Linked DNA regions of Zea mays: region 1 is linked to region 2. The links are chromatin contacts, called in public Hi-C maps. All regions are on one chromosome and are shown on one strand. Each heading gives the region's core, a stretch centred on a gene start, on an enhancer-like site or on the middle of the called end of the contact. The rest is flanking DNA. Distances are from core to core; before and after follow the strand shown. Region 1 has its middle 20 kb from the start of ms23. Region 2 holds the start of LOC100273199.

Region 1 (6,457 bases), core at 810-3,309, 160 kb before region 2:
GAAGCTATATTGGTGCCCAGGTATTGCTTCTCTACCGAGTGCTATGACCCTGACACTCGGCAAAGCACCTCTTTGCCGAGTGTAACACTCGACAAAGTGACCAGTATACACCTTTTTATTTGTTTTTTCTATTCCATCCAAACAAACAAAATATACCACATATACATCACATATATCACATATATACATCACAGATATCATCACATATATAAATATCCAATACAAACATAAATATCCAAGTTCTCAACACAAACATAAGTATCAAGAACATAAGTCTCATAAGTATCAAGCTCTGACATAAGTATCCAACACAAACATAAGTATCCAACACAAGTTCTGAAGTCTCAGCACTAAGAACATAACTCTCATCGAGGTGGGCGGCTGGACTGGTGCAGCGATGGGCTGGACGATTCATGAGGGTTGTTGGATGCCACCCCAGATTGGCCCTGTACAGAGAAGAGATTGCATGTGTTATACCAGATGCATTACCAATATATAACTACAATTTTGATACTCACAGGAGTATGGAAAAAAGCAGGGTCAACTATAGGGAACAATGGAGGTGGTGGGTCGAAATCCTGTGCATGTATTGGAACATCTCTGTCATCCTCTGCTGATCTACCAGGCGGGCCTCCCGCTCCGCCTCCTGCTCCGTCATCATCCTCGCCTCCATCTCTTGACGTTCCCTCCTCTCTTCTTCTAGCTGGGTCTGTAATATTCCAAGTCAATGTTATAGTAACTCAAAGAGAAGGTATATAACTCAAAAAATGACGAGTTATAGAAGCACTAACCTCGAGTTGCTGTATGCGATGTTGTGAGCTGTCATGCCGAGGTCGTATAGCTGGACTCGAGCCCGTGCTTCTTGCTCGCACCTATACAGAGTAGGAGTGGACGACGAGTTGATAAATTAAGAAGCAAACCAAACATGCCTTACATGCCTTACATTCGGCAACATATATAATCTCCTAACCTGTTATGCATCTACACATACACAATTTTTTAAGTTCATGCTCACTAATATGAGGTCGTTATTCCATTTTCCAGTTAAATTACTGAAATGGTAAGGACAAATGTGCTACATATTTTAAATTACATCTTTCTGCTTATTTGCTGTATCAATCTTCATGTTAATTTGAGCTGAACTATGTGCGAGCATTTTTCAGTCATTCTGTTCGATCTTTCTACTTATTCGCTGAAGCATTATAGAACCCATTTACTGCACCTACAGAAAATATGTGAGATGGAATGGCCAAATATGGTAAATGTTTTAATTTTCATCTTTCTGCCTAATTACCAAAACCAATATTGCTGTCCATTTTTACTTTATAGGTATACAGGTTCATGCACCTATAGACATAGTTAAGTTCAATGCATTAATAAAATCTACGTAATAAAATCTGTGACACATTAAATATGCATTTAAACTATTTTACATCAGTCTCCTTCATCTTGATTCCTTAGCTATAGTTTTCTTATCAATATGGTAAAGGTTTTAATTTCCATCTTTCTGCTTATTTACCAAAAGCAACATTGTTGTTTATTTTTACTTTATAGATTCTCTAAACATAATTAAGTTTAATGCATTAATATAATCTGTGTAATTAACAATTCTATCTGCTTCTCTAATAGCTCGATGACGCCCATGGTCATCTATGCAACATCAATCTCTTAGCGAATCTTGGTAGTTTAGTTATATTTCTGTTATCATTTATATTATCAAAATGTTTTCTACGCGAGCTGGGTGCGCGCTAATTACTAGTATATTACAACATGTAAGGGATTAGTGTTGAACAAAATCTAATTAATTTTCCTTGTTAATATTTATATATAGTGCTCTTTTATTTAGGTTGCTTGTTGTTATTTTGAGTTGCAAATTTTATGTAATTTAATTTATTGTTGTCTTCTATCTTATTTATTTTGTGATGCGTCTCTTTCCTATTGGTGCAATACTTGAACGAAAACTCAACAATGCAAAATCATTCGGATGACAGACAGGTAAAATGACATCGAATCTCGGTTTGAAGGTGGAACAGCGGGCCAAATTCAGCCCATCAGCGCTCCGCTTGACCCAGGTTGGGCGATCCAAAGTTTATATAGAAAGCTTGGCCCACGTCATCTCATTCGCTAATTTGGAATTTTAGTTAAAATTATACACTACACCGTCTATCAGTCATTCTCGACGGCCAGAAATAACGGTGGCCATCAGTATTTGTCCTGAACTTACTGATCTTTATAGGCAAGCTTTTGGAAAGTCTTGGCAGAACCATAGGTTTCGTTACCTGGTTGGCCGACATAAAAAATTCAATCTTCCTGCTGTAACAAGGTGATGACTCAGTCTATCCTTATCCATAATTTACCTTTGAACTAACATATTTTTCTCATGAAGTTGAAACATTTTAATTTTCTTGAATACAATATTTTTCTCTTAAGAGAATCTCCAATAAAATACCTCGAAATAATGCCCTAAAAACAATACTATATTATTTAAAGTATTTAGGGACTTGAAATAAATTAAGCTACAACCGTTAAACTGTAAAATAGGTACAGTTGAAGCTGTTTTTTATGAGTTGCATTCTAAATTTTAAAATAGGGCACTGAAGATAAAATATTTTTTTCTCAAACAGGACATTTTTAGTTGAAAAGTACCCGTCTATTGCTATTGAGAAAATTTGTAAAGAAGAACAAAGCAAATATGAGAACCCTGTCTTGTCGCCGATCGTTCAATATATTACCTCATCCTCAAGCTGTCTAGCATATTCACTAGTAGAAAAAGATCAAAGCCTACGTAAGATTTTATTTTTACATAAGGATTCAATTATCAATCGCTAGTACTATTTTTAGTGACGATGCATTAAAAAAAACCACTACAAATCATATTTCTATAGACGCATGTAGAAATAGAAATACATGATTTCTAGCTATGATTTTCTTAAGCAGTCACCACTAGAAATCATTTTTATCCTTATTTTTTGAGTTTTTTAAACCACCTCGGATGATAAAACTAGCAACATAAAGGTTGTAGATCTTGAAATGTTATAAAACTTTGTAGTTGACAACTTTTTTATTTGAAATCATCCCAGCTTTCAGAAATTGCATTTGAATTTGTTAAATTCTAAATGAAAATTTTGCAAACAACCTCGGATGAATTCGTTTACAGCCTCAAATTTTATCTATTTATACTTCAACCAGACTACAATATATCAAGACACGTTATAGGTGGAATGGTAGTGGAGATTTTGCGTGAGGGTGAGGTTGTCGGTTCGATTCCTCACCAGCTGTGTAGCCGTAAAATTTTGAAATAAGGCGGTCAGGCCCTGCCCTAATAAAAATATTTTTTGCAATTTTTAAACATATTTTATGTTTCCTAGAAAAGATTTTCACTAGCGGTTTTATTACCTCGACCACCAGTGAAAATTGTTATTCACTGGCGGTTTTCTTAGCCCGACCGCCTATATAGAGCTTCTCTGTATCAGTGAATGAAACCTATCTTTAGTTTGTTGTTTTAAAATGGTTTTTTAAAACTGGTACGAGAGTATTAAAGATTTCCCTATTTTTATTTGATTAGGTGAGTGCCCGTGCGTTGCAATAGGTGCATATAATACCATAGTAACTTATATACACAATGTGTGTTATACTATTATGAGAAAATGTTTCATAATCCATTTGTGATCATGGCCATACATAAATTTCGTTATTTTAATCTAGCTGTTTCACCACTAAATTGCAACCATCAGTATCATGCACACTTCGATATATGCCACAATTTTCATGGTCTCATCATTGAAGAGTACGTCCCACGCCTGTCGGAAGAAGTTCCCTCGTACATCGTCAGTCATCAGGCATGCACCACCATACGTGCTTGCTCAAACAAAAAAGCAAGTGTGTGTTTGCGAAGAGAATTAAAGGCAGACCAGTGCAAAATCTACCAGACGGTGGCGAGGATGACGAACTGATCATTGTTGTCGGTCCTCCTCTGTGTTACTTCCGGCGCCGAGATGACGTCATAGTCCATGATATAATAGTCATCGAATGCGCGCGACATGACGAGTACCCATGACTCTTGGCTGGGCTGCCAGACGAAGTGCACCTCGGGCTCATCAGCAAGGTAGTACACCTGGTCGTTACACCACCAGACGGGCTACTCCTCTACATACATCATGTTCGAGGTCGCTCGCACAACGTCAGCAACAATCGTCGTCCCAGTGCACAAGAATTCATGGTCGGCAGTAGGGACTTACATGGTAGGTTGGGCTTCAGATGGACGATGAGCTGGACGACATGATGGTGCCGTCATTGGATGCAGTGCCCAGAACAACCCGAGAGTCGCCGACGTTGGCAACGACCATAAGGTCCCCATGCTTGACGATGGACAACATAGTGCAGCTGCTCTGGACCGCGTCCAAGCGGCGGCTGCGTCGGAGCTTGTCATACACAGTGGCTCATGCGGCCACGTAGGACTGCTTCCAGAGGTCGAACTGGCAGTCATCAAGCTTCTTCTCGTTGTCGATGAGCGACGCCAACGCGAGCGCCTCCTGCTAGTGGTGTTTGTTCGGGGTTTCGAAGCAAGAAGCATGAATTCATCCTTGGCGTTGGTTTATGAAAATGACTCACAAGTCAGATCCATGGAAAAATATTACGGAGAATAAATGCCACGCATGCAAAAAAAGAAATTTAAATTGAAAATATTATTCAAACAAAAGAAATTGCATGCAAGGCTCTTCTTTAAATACTACTCCCTCCATCCAAAAATATAATTCAAGAATCTCGATGATACTTATCTACTACTATGCATTGTGCAAGGGTAGCAGGTGGGCTTGGGGAGAGATGTAGTAGATGTTTTCCCTGTCATAAATGTAGACATAAACACACATGTGGTGTAGTGCTAGCTACTACTCGTATTTACCTGAGAGGTCGTGGGTTCGAATCCCCTTGGGGGTCATTTGTGTTTTTTAATTTTAGCTAGACGTGGGTTGTACGTGAGAATGAGAATGGAAATGGAAATAGGCTTTTGCGGGGAGGGGTGAATGGGAAGGCAGAACAGGGAATGAGAATGGCAGAACATGGGTGGGGAGAAGGGAATGGTGGTAGAACACTAGGAATGGGCTACTGTAACGCCCTGAATTTGGGGGTAGAATTTTTTCTTCTTTTCTCTCACCAAATTCGGGAGTTACTCTCTTTTCTCTTCCTGTTTCGCTCCTTCTTCCTAATTTCAAACCAGTATAGTGACAGGTGTCCGTGTCATGTATAAACCAAAACCTAAGTGTCATGGGTGTTGCATCATGCCGAAACACGTTTCTTTGTCTGATGCCGTGTGTTCGTCTCGTTCCGTTTCGGATTTCAGTTTGCGATTTAATTCCGTTTAATGGTCGTGCGTGTCTTGGGTTTCGATCCGCGATGTGACCCAGCCCAGCCCAGCCCAGCTCGGCTCGCGTGCCCCCGGCGCCCCACACCCCCCATGCGCCCCCTCCTCCTCTCCGTCTCTCATTTGGATTTCCCGCGCAGCAACCTCCCTCTACCTCTTCCACCTCTCTCTCCCCGTGGTGCCCTAGGTTTTGGAGACGGTGATCGCCGGAGTTGGATCCCGAGGTGAGCTCCCCTCCCCTCCCTTCTTCTCTCTCTCTCTCTCCCTCTCCCTCCTCTTCTCCCCCTGCGCGCGCCCTCTCTTCTTCCCCCTGCGCGCGCCCCTGCCCTCCCTGCTCGCCGGCGGCGCGGCCCCGCCCCCCTCCCTGCTCGCGCGGCGGCGACCCCGCCCCTCCCCTGCCCGCGGCGGCGCGGCCCCGCTCCCCTGCTCGCGCGGCGCGCGCGGCCCCGCCCCCTCCCCTGCCCGCGGCGGCGCCCCCGTCCTCCCCTGCTCGCGCGCGGCGCGGCCCCCAGCGCGACGTCCCCGGCCCCTGCGCGCGACCTCGGCCCCCTGCGCGCGGCGTCCCGGCCCTCGGCGTGGCTCGCGTGGCCTTGGCGTGGCCTCGCGCTCCCCCGTTTACCCCTAACGCGTTCCCGCGTGCGCAACCCCACGCGCGCGGTGATTATTCTTGGTTTTTAGTTAGTTTCAAACTCCGTTAATTAGCTTGCTGTGTCGTGCGCTTCGTCGCGCGACGAATTTATCTAATTTCAGATTCTATGAATGTGTTGTGTCGTGCGCTTCGTCGCGCGACGATCCATTTTAATTTCAGGTTGTTTAATGTATAACGTCGCACGTGTATTCACGCGACGTTCCACTTAAGACTCAGTTCAGTTGACGTATGCCGTCGTGCGTTTCGTCGCGCGAAGCTTAACGTCTCTTTATAATTAATGCAAAGTGTCTCGTTGTGCGCTCGGTCGCGCGACGAGTCGTTGATTTCTTAATTTGATTTAGAGTGCTATGTCGCGCGCCTCGCCGCGTGACAATCCTTTTAATTTATCTTCATCTGATTATAATGATTAGACATGAAACATGAGTTTACTTTATGCTAAACGTAGT
Region 2 (6,131 bases), core at 2,541-5,040:
ATGGCTTGTCTATTATTTTCGTATTGTTTCTGCACTGCAATTTTAGTTTAGTAAATCAATTAGCTAGAAAATAAACTCACGGAGTAGGGCAATTTCTTATTCCATGTTGAGGTCTGATGTGACTAAGTCTAGAAAGAAACTTGATAACACCATAACTCTACATCATTATAAAGTATATGTGTTTAATACAGCAGTTGATCAACAACTAAGGGGGTGTTTGGGAACAAAGTTTTTCTGCAGTTTTGGAAGAATACTGCAGTATTCTCAAATACTGCAGTATTATATACATAATGGTGTTTGGCAAGCTGGGTAAAATCTCTGTTTTCAAAACTGAAGTATTGCAAATACTATAGTTGTTTTAAGGCATTCTAAACTTAGCTCTGGACCTCAGTTTTCAAAACTGCGGTATTATAAACTACGGTATTGTCATAACTAAAGTATAGTATAGTATTTCAAAAACTGTAGTTTTCAAAAACTTTGTTCCCAAACAGGGCCTAAGAGTTAGAAGATCGCTTAAGCTCTTAAGCGACATAGCTTTTGTCGCTGTATATGGTGCAAGTTTACTTGATTAGCTTATTATCTATGCTTATATGCAAATTGTTATATGCATATATATAGATCATATGGTATTTTTTTCGTCTTATAGTATTGATTAATTGCTCCCCTATTAGTATTACTCTAATCCAGGCTCTGCCCCTGCCTAAGTTGCATAAGTGTTTACGGGTAGGGATAACAACACTTCAATCAAAACCGTAGATGCATATAAGAAAGTTTGGTTTTATTGTAGGAGAAGACGCTCCTGGAAGGCCGACCGAAGTTGATTTTGACGGTCTTCACGTCGGTTTCCTTATGGCTCAGAGTGGTTTTGGTGGTGGAATGGTTTCTATGGTTGTTTGTGGCTGGCTGGCTGGCTGGTCAACCTGAAATTGACGGGATTGGGGCACCGAGGCTATGTAATCGTTGATGAGGTCAGCCGGTGTTACTGTTGCTCTCCCGATTGAGCCGGATTTATTCTCCCTGTTCTATTATGGTCAAACAACGCGGCGGCGCTGGATTATTTGTTCCTTCTCGTTGACGGCAACCAGCCAGATGAGTTTGATAAAATCTTCATCGCATCAGGCAAGGCAACGGTGGTAGCGAACTAGAGTAGTTATTCTCTCTGCCAAACTGAGCCGAACCGAGCAACAATGGTAATGGTATGTACATCCCACAAAAGTACAAAACGGTGTGAAACAAAAGCGGCAGCGGCGGTGGGGGGAACTCTCTCTCAGCTACAAAATTGCTGGCCGTGTAAGCACAGCCGTACTAGACGGAACACCATCAGCGCCAATATTTACACAGCCACAGCACAGAAACACAGGCTGGCGCTGGCCTCTACAGATAGAAGCGTCTACTGGTCAGACTCGAGCCATCTCCTCAGCTTGCAGAGTGCCTCTGGCGACAAGCTCTTGCGGCACCTGATCCTTCCAGCCGGCACCTGCTCCGAGGGCGTAGCCGAGCCCCCGGCGAGGTCGGGGACAAAGCAGACAACGATCACGGTGAGGTTGTCGAAGGTCTCGAGCCTCTTCGCCTCCATGGCGAGCTCCTGGGCACTCCGCCCGGGGTCATCGTGCCTCCGGAGGCCCTTGCGGACCGTGCTCACCGCGTGCTGGCTGCTCATCACATCCCATATCCCATCGCAGCCGATGATGAGGAACTCGTCGTCTTCCGTCAGGGTGGTCCAGTGGATCTCTGGCTCTGCGATAAGGGGCGACGGAGAGCCTTGGGGCAGCTTCATGTCCCAGTCCCCTAAAGCCCGGGTCACAGAGAGTACGCCGTTGAGGTACCCATCTTCGATGTATCCACCGCACTCGATAACCCTTTGACGCTCTGCGTCGTATGTCGGCCTGTGATCCTTTGACACCTCCACCGCTGTCCCTTTCCTACACAGGACGGCGCGGCAGTCCCCAGCGTTTGCTACCAACAGTTGCCTGCAAGATAGGAACCAAAGATTAGATTGGTTTTTATCACATCACAGCACTGAAACAACCATTATGATCTGTAGAGAACTGGGTTCTGTTTTTAAATTACCTCCCAAGGACCAATGCTGTCAGCGCTGTGGTGCCAGAAGAACGGTTGATGACTGAATCATCAGCAAGTGCAAGGTCAGCCCGCAAGAAAGCTCTGCGGACCGAATCCTCAACAGATTCAGCAAATATTTTATCCTCTTGTGATGCTTGAGGGAAGTCAGCATCTTCAAAGAACAACCTCATTGCATGTGTTTTCATGTAGGCTGCTGCATCTGAACCCCCATGACCGTCAAACACCTAAATAGATGTTAAAAGAACAACCAATTCAATAGGGTTCAGAAACTCAGATTATAAATTTATGATCGTAATAAGCCTAACATCATTCAAAGTACATACCCCGTAGAACGCGCTAGGCGCAGAGACCATCAACAGTGAGCCAAGATGACCAGAAAGATCATCAATTCTAATATGCTCATCTTCCATGAACCGCCTAGGTCCAATATCAGCAAAGCTACCAGATCGAATGATAGGGACAAACTGCAGTTGTTCTGCAGATACACTACTCCCAGCATTAGAAGATCTCTTCAACTCCTGCGCCAAGCAGAAAATTGTTAGCTATGCTGCCGTCTTGTAGTTATATACATAATGCGACAAGCCTAAAATTTGGTTCTCTGATATGTGTAGTTAACACAACATCATAAAAGTTCTGTTTTTTTTAAAATTATGATCCGCCAACTATGACACTGTTAGCTATGCTGCTGTCTTGTAGTCATATACATAATGTGATAAACCTAAATTTTGGTTATCTGATATGTGTAGTTAACACAAAACACATCCTAAAGTTATCTTTTGTTTTTTTAATTATGATCCACCCAACTATGACATATTCAATTGACCAAACAACTATTCTTTTTCTTTCTGAATGATAACAATCAATTGATTAGGCAGCACAATAAACCAATTCCGAAGACCAAGCCAGCAAATACGTCATGAGATGGCGAATTAGACAGCTTCAGCAATAATTTTAGGAGAAGGCTATGTGCTAAGCATTTAAAATATGCAACTTATCAATATGTATCCTACACAAATGGATATGAACAAACAGAAACAGCAACCAAAAATAATAATAAAAGGAAAGAAAACCCTGTCCCTGGAAATTTAAGTTAATTCATGCAATTCACTATATTATCGACTTGTCGTACTCAAGAAATCAGAGCAAATAATACTCTTTGTGTGGTCCAAGTAAAATTTGACTAAACCGCAACAATAATCCAATAGAAGCTGAAACCGAAAACTCACCAGATCGGGCACCTCTACGGCAACCTCCAACAGCGCCTTCGGCGACGTCGCTGGCTGCACCTGCCCAGGCGCCACGGCAACCACCTCCTCCATGACATCGACGCTCTTAACGACGCACCGGTGGAGCGGCGGCTCCAGCAGCGGCACGACCTGATGCATGACCTCAGCCCCGGCTCCCATCTCCGCCTCTAATCCGCTGAACAACCGATTTTTTCCCAACAAGAAATCCTCCCAAAAATCACTCGCTTTTTTCGCACCCTGTGACCACAAGAACTCCCGATCCGATTCCAACTCTCTTCTTGGCCTCAAAATTCCTCCACCGCAAACAGATCGATCCGAGCACCGGCGGCTAATCTCGACGAGAAGCGCGCAAATCTCCTAAAGGAGCGGCCTTTCGACAATCAAAGAAAAAGAGGACCCGAAAGAAACTCTCCCCTCTTTTTTTTTCGTGTTCTTAAGAAAACGCAACACGGAGCACTGACCTGACCCGATCCGAACAAGAAAGAAGTGGCGGAGAAGCAGAGAGGTGTTTATTATTTATTCGCGCGTGGGGTAAGACGCGAGAGGACGGCGGCTGCCGGTGGGCGACGCGGCTCTGTGACCGGCAGGTGGCTGTTGCGGGGGCGGAGCCTAGGTACCGTGCGCGGGCAGGAGTACAGGGCTACCGCCACGCGTGCGCGGGGGGAGGGTGGTCGCCGGCCTCGTTTTGGCTAGGGCAGAATAAGCGATGATGCGTGCTTTTCACACCTTTGGCGTGTGGGAAACGGAGACCAGAGAGCCCGTTTTGGTTTTCCTTTTATCAATTATTACTAACAATAAAACAACATATAGATTATTTATCTGAATTTCCAGAGAGCCCGTTTTAGGAAACTTAGTTTCTTAGTAATTTCCAGGTTCATTATCTGAATTTGACGGAATTACATGGACTAGTGGATGTTGTTTTGATAGTTATTTAGGCAGCCATTGAAATTGAATGTACTAGAGCTAATAGCTAATGGTTAAAAATTTGATAGCGGAATTAACTAGATAACTATTAGGTGTTGTTTGTATCCTTCGTTTTAAAGGAATTGGAACTTACTTAATATGGTAGCATATTTAGTTTGGAATTTAACATTCCACCACTTTCCATAGTTTAGATATAAGTCTATCTCAAATTCCTTAACCTATGTTTGGACAGTTCTCTCACGCAATTTGGCTAAATTTTTTATGGTCTTTATTTTATTTTGAGAAATGATGTGGCATAAACACCGTCTAGTTATGCCTTGAATAGAGAGGATTATTAGAAAACTGGTATCACGAAAGGTCATTAGCTAGCACAATAATGTCTTCATCCATTAGTTGTACACTAATACCCTCTTGTGCGAATACAATGCCCTCAATATCATAGAAACACTATTTTAAGTTTCAAAGGTGATCTATTGTTTTGAATTCTTTATATTCCAACTTTTTATCAACTGTATGGTGGAAAATGGTGCCATATAACCTTGTTTGGACATAAACATCGTCTAAGGTATGCCTTGAATAGAGGAGATTATAGGAAACCTGGTATCACGAAAGGTCATTAGCTTGCCCAATAAAGTCTTCATCCACTAGTTGTACTCTAATACCCTCTCGTGCGAATACAGTGCCCCCAAAATCATAGAAACGTCATTTGTGGTTTAAAGGTGATCTATTGCTTTGAATTTTTTATATTCCAACTTTTTAGCAACTACATGGTGGAAAAAGGTGCCATAAAACCTTAACTTATGTTTGGATAGTTCTCTCACACAATTTGGCTAAATTTCCCATGGTCTTTATTTTATTTTGAGAAACGATGTGGCATACTGATGTATGGTGTTTTACTGGAGTGGACATAAACACCATCTAGGTATGTCTTGAATAGAGCGGATTATTGGAAACCTAGTATCACAAAAAAGTCATAAGCTAGCCCAATAACGTCTTCATCCAATAGTTGCACTCTAATACCCTCTCTTGCGAATAAAGTGCCCCCAAAATCATAGAAACGTCATTTGTGGTTTAAAAGGTGATTTATTGTTTTGAATTCTTTAGATTCCAACTTTTTAGCAACTGTATGGTGGAAATATATGCCTTACAACCTTAACCTATGTTTGGACAGTTCTCTCACTCAATTTGGCTAAATTTTCCATGGCCATTGTTTTATTTTGAGAAACGATGTGGCATAATGATGTGTGGTGTTTTACTTGAGTGGACATAAACACCATGTAGGTATGTCTTAAATAGAGGGGATTATAGGAAACCTGGTATCACAAAATGTCATTAGCTAGCCCAATAATGTCTTCATCCACTAGTTGTACTCTAATACCCTCTCGTGTGAATACAATGCCCCAATATCATAGAAACGTCATTTGAGGTTTAAAAGGTGATATATTGTTTTGAATTCTTTATACTCCACCTTTTTAGCAAATGTATGGTGGAAAAAGGTGCCTTACAACCTTAATCTATGTTTGGACAGTTTTCTCATGCAATTTGGCTAAATTTTCCATGGTCTTTATTTTCTTTTGAGAAACGATGTGGCATGTTGATGTGTGGTGTTTTACTTGACTAGACATAAACACCGTCTAGGTGTGCCTTGAATAGAGTGGATTATAGGAAACCTGGTTTCACAAAATGTCTTTAGCTAGCCCAATGATGTCTTCATCCTCTAGTTGTACTCTAATACTGAAAGTAGCCTAGAGGGGGGTGAATAGGCTACACCTGAAATTTTTCACTAAAAACTTCGAGATAGTGTTAAATTCAAGTTGCACTGGTGCAAACTGATTCAGTTGATTTTGTTTACAGTTGAACAAGTTTAAACCTGCTCAA

The links. A called contact is a pair of places that touch in the nucleus more often than the background predicts.
Region 1: a Hi-C map of an unstated tissue shows a contact between it and region 2, with 2.4 times the contacts expected there. The contact joins the enhancer-like site here to the promoter of LOC100273199 in region 2. A contact is called at or near these places in 2 of 25 Hi-C or Micro-C datasets (tassel and an unstated tissue).

What each region holds. Positions count from the first base shown.
Region 1 is chr8:420,098-426,554 of Zm-B73-REFERENCE-NAM-5.0, reverse strand. No RefSeq gene overlaps it. Among protein-coding and RNA genes, the nearest start is that of ms23, 20 kb to the left of the region's middle. Within about 2 kb of position 2,059, at least 6 of the 20 cell types and tissues checked have an H3K27ac peak or open chromatin away from gene starts, as enhancers often do. A contact at or near this core is called in tassel, where this site is marked.
Region 2 is chr8:261,379-267,509 of Zm-B73-REFERENCE-NAM-5.0, reverse strand. It overlaps LOC100273199, which reads right to left and starts at 3,790. Exons shown (of 4, transcript NM_001147643.1): 1 at 3,309-3,790; 2 at 2,406-2,600; 3 at 2,071-2,306; 4 at 1,230-1,970. The coding sequence starts at 3,488. The coding sequence ends at 1,391.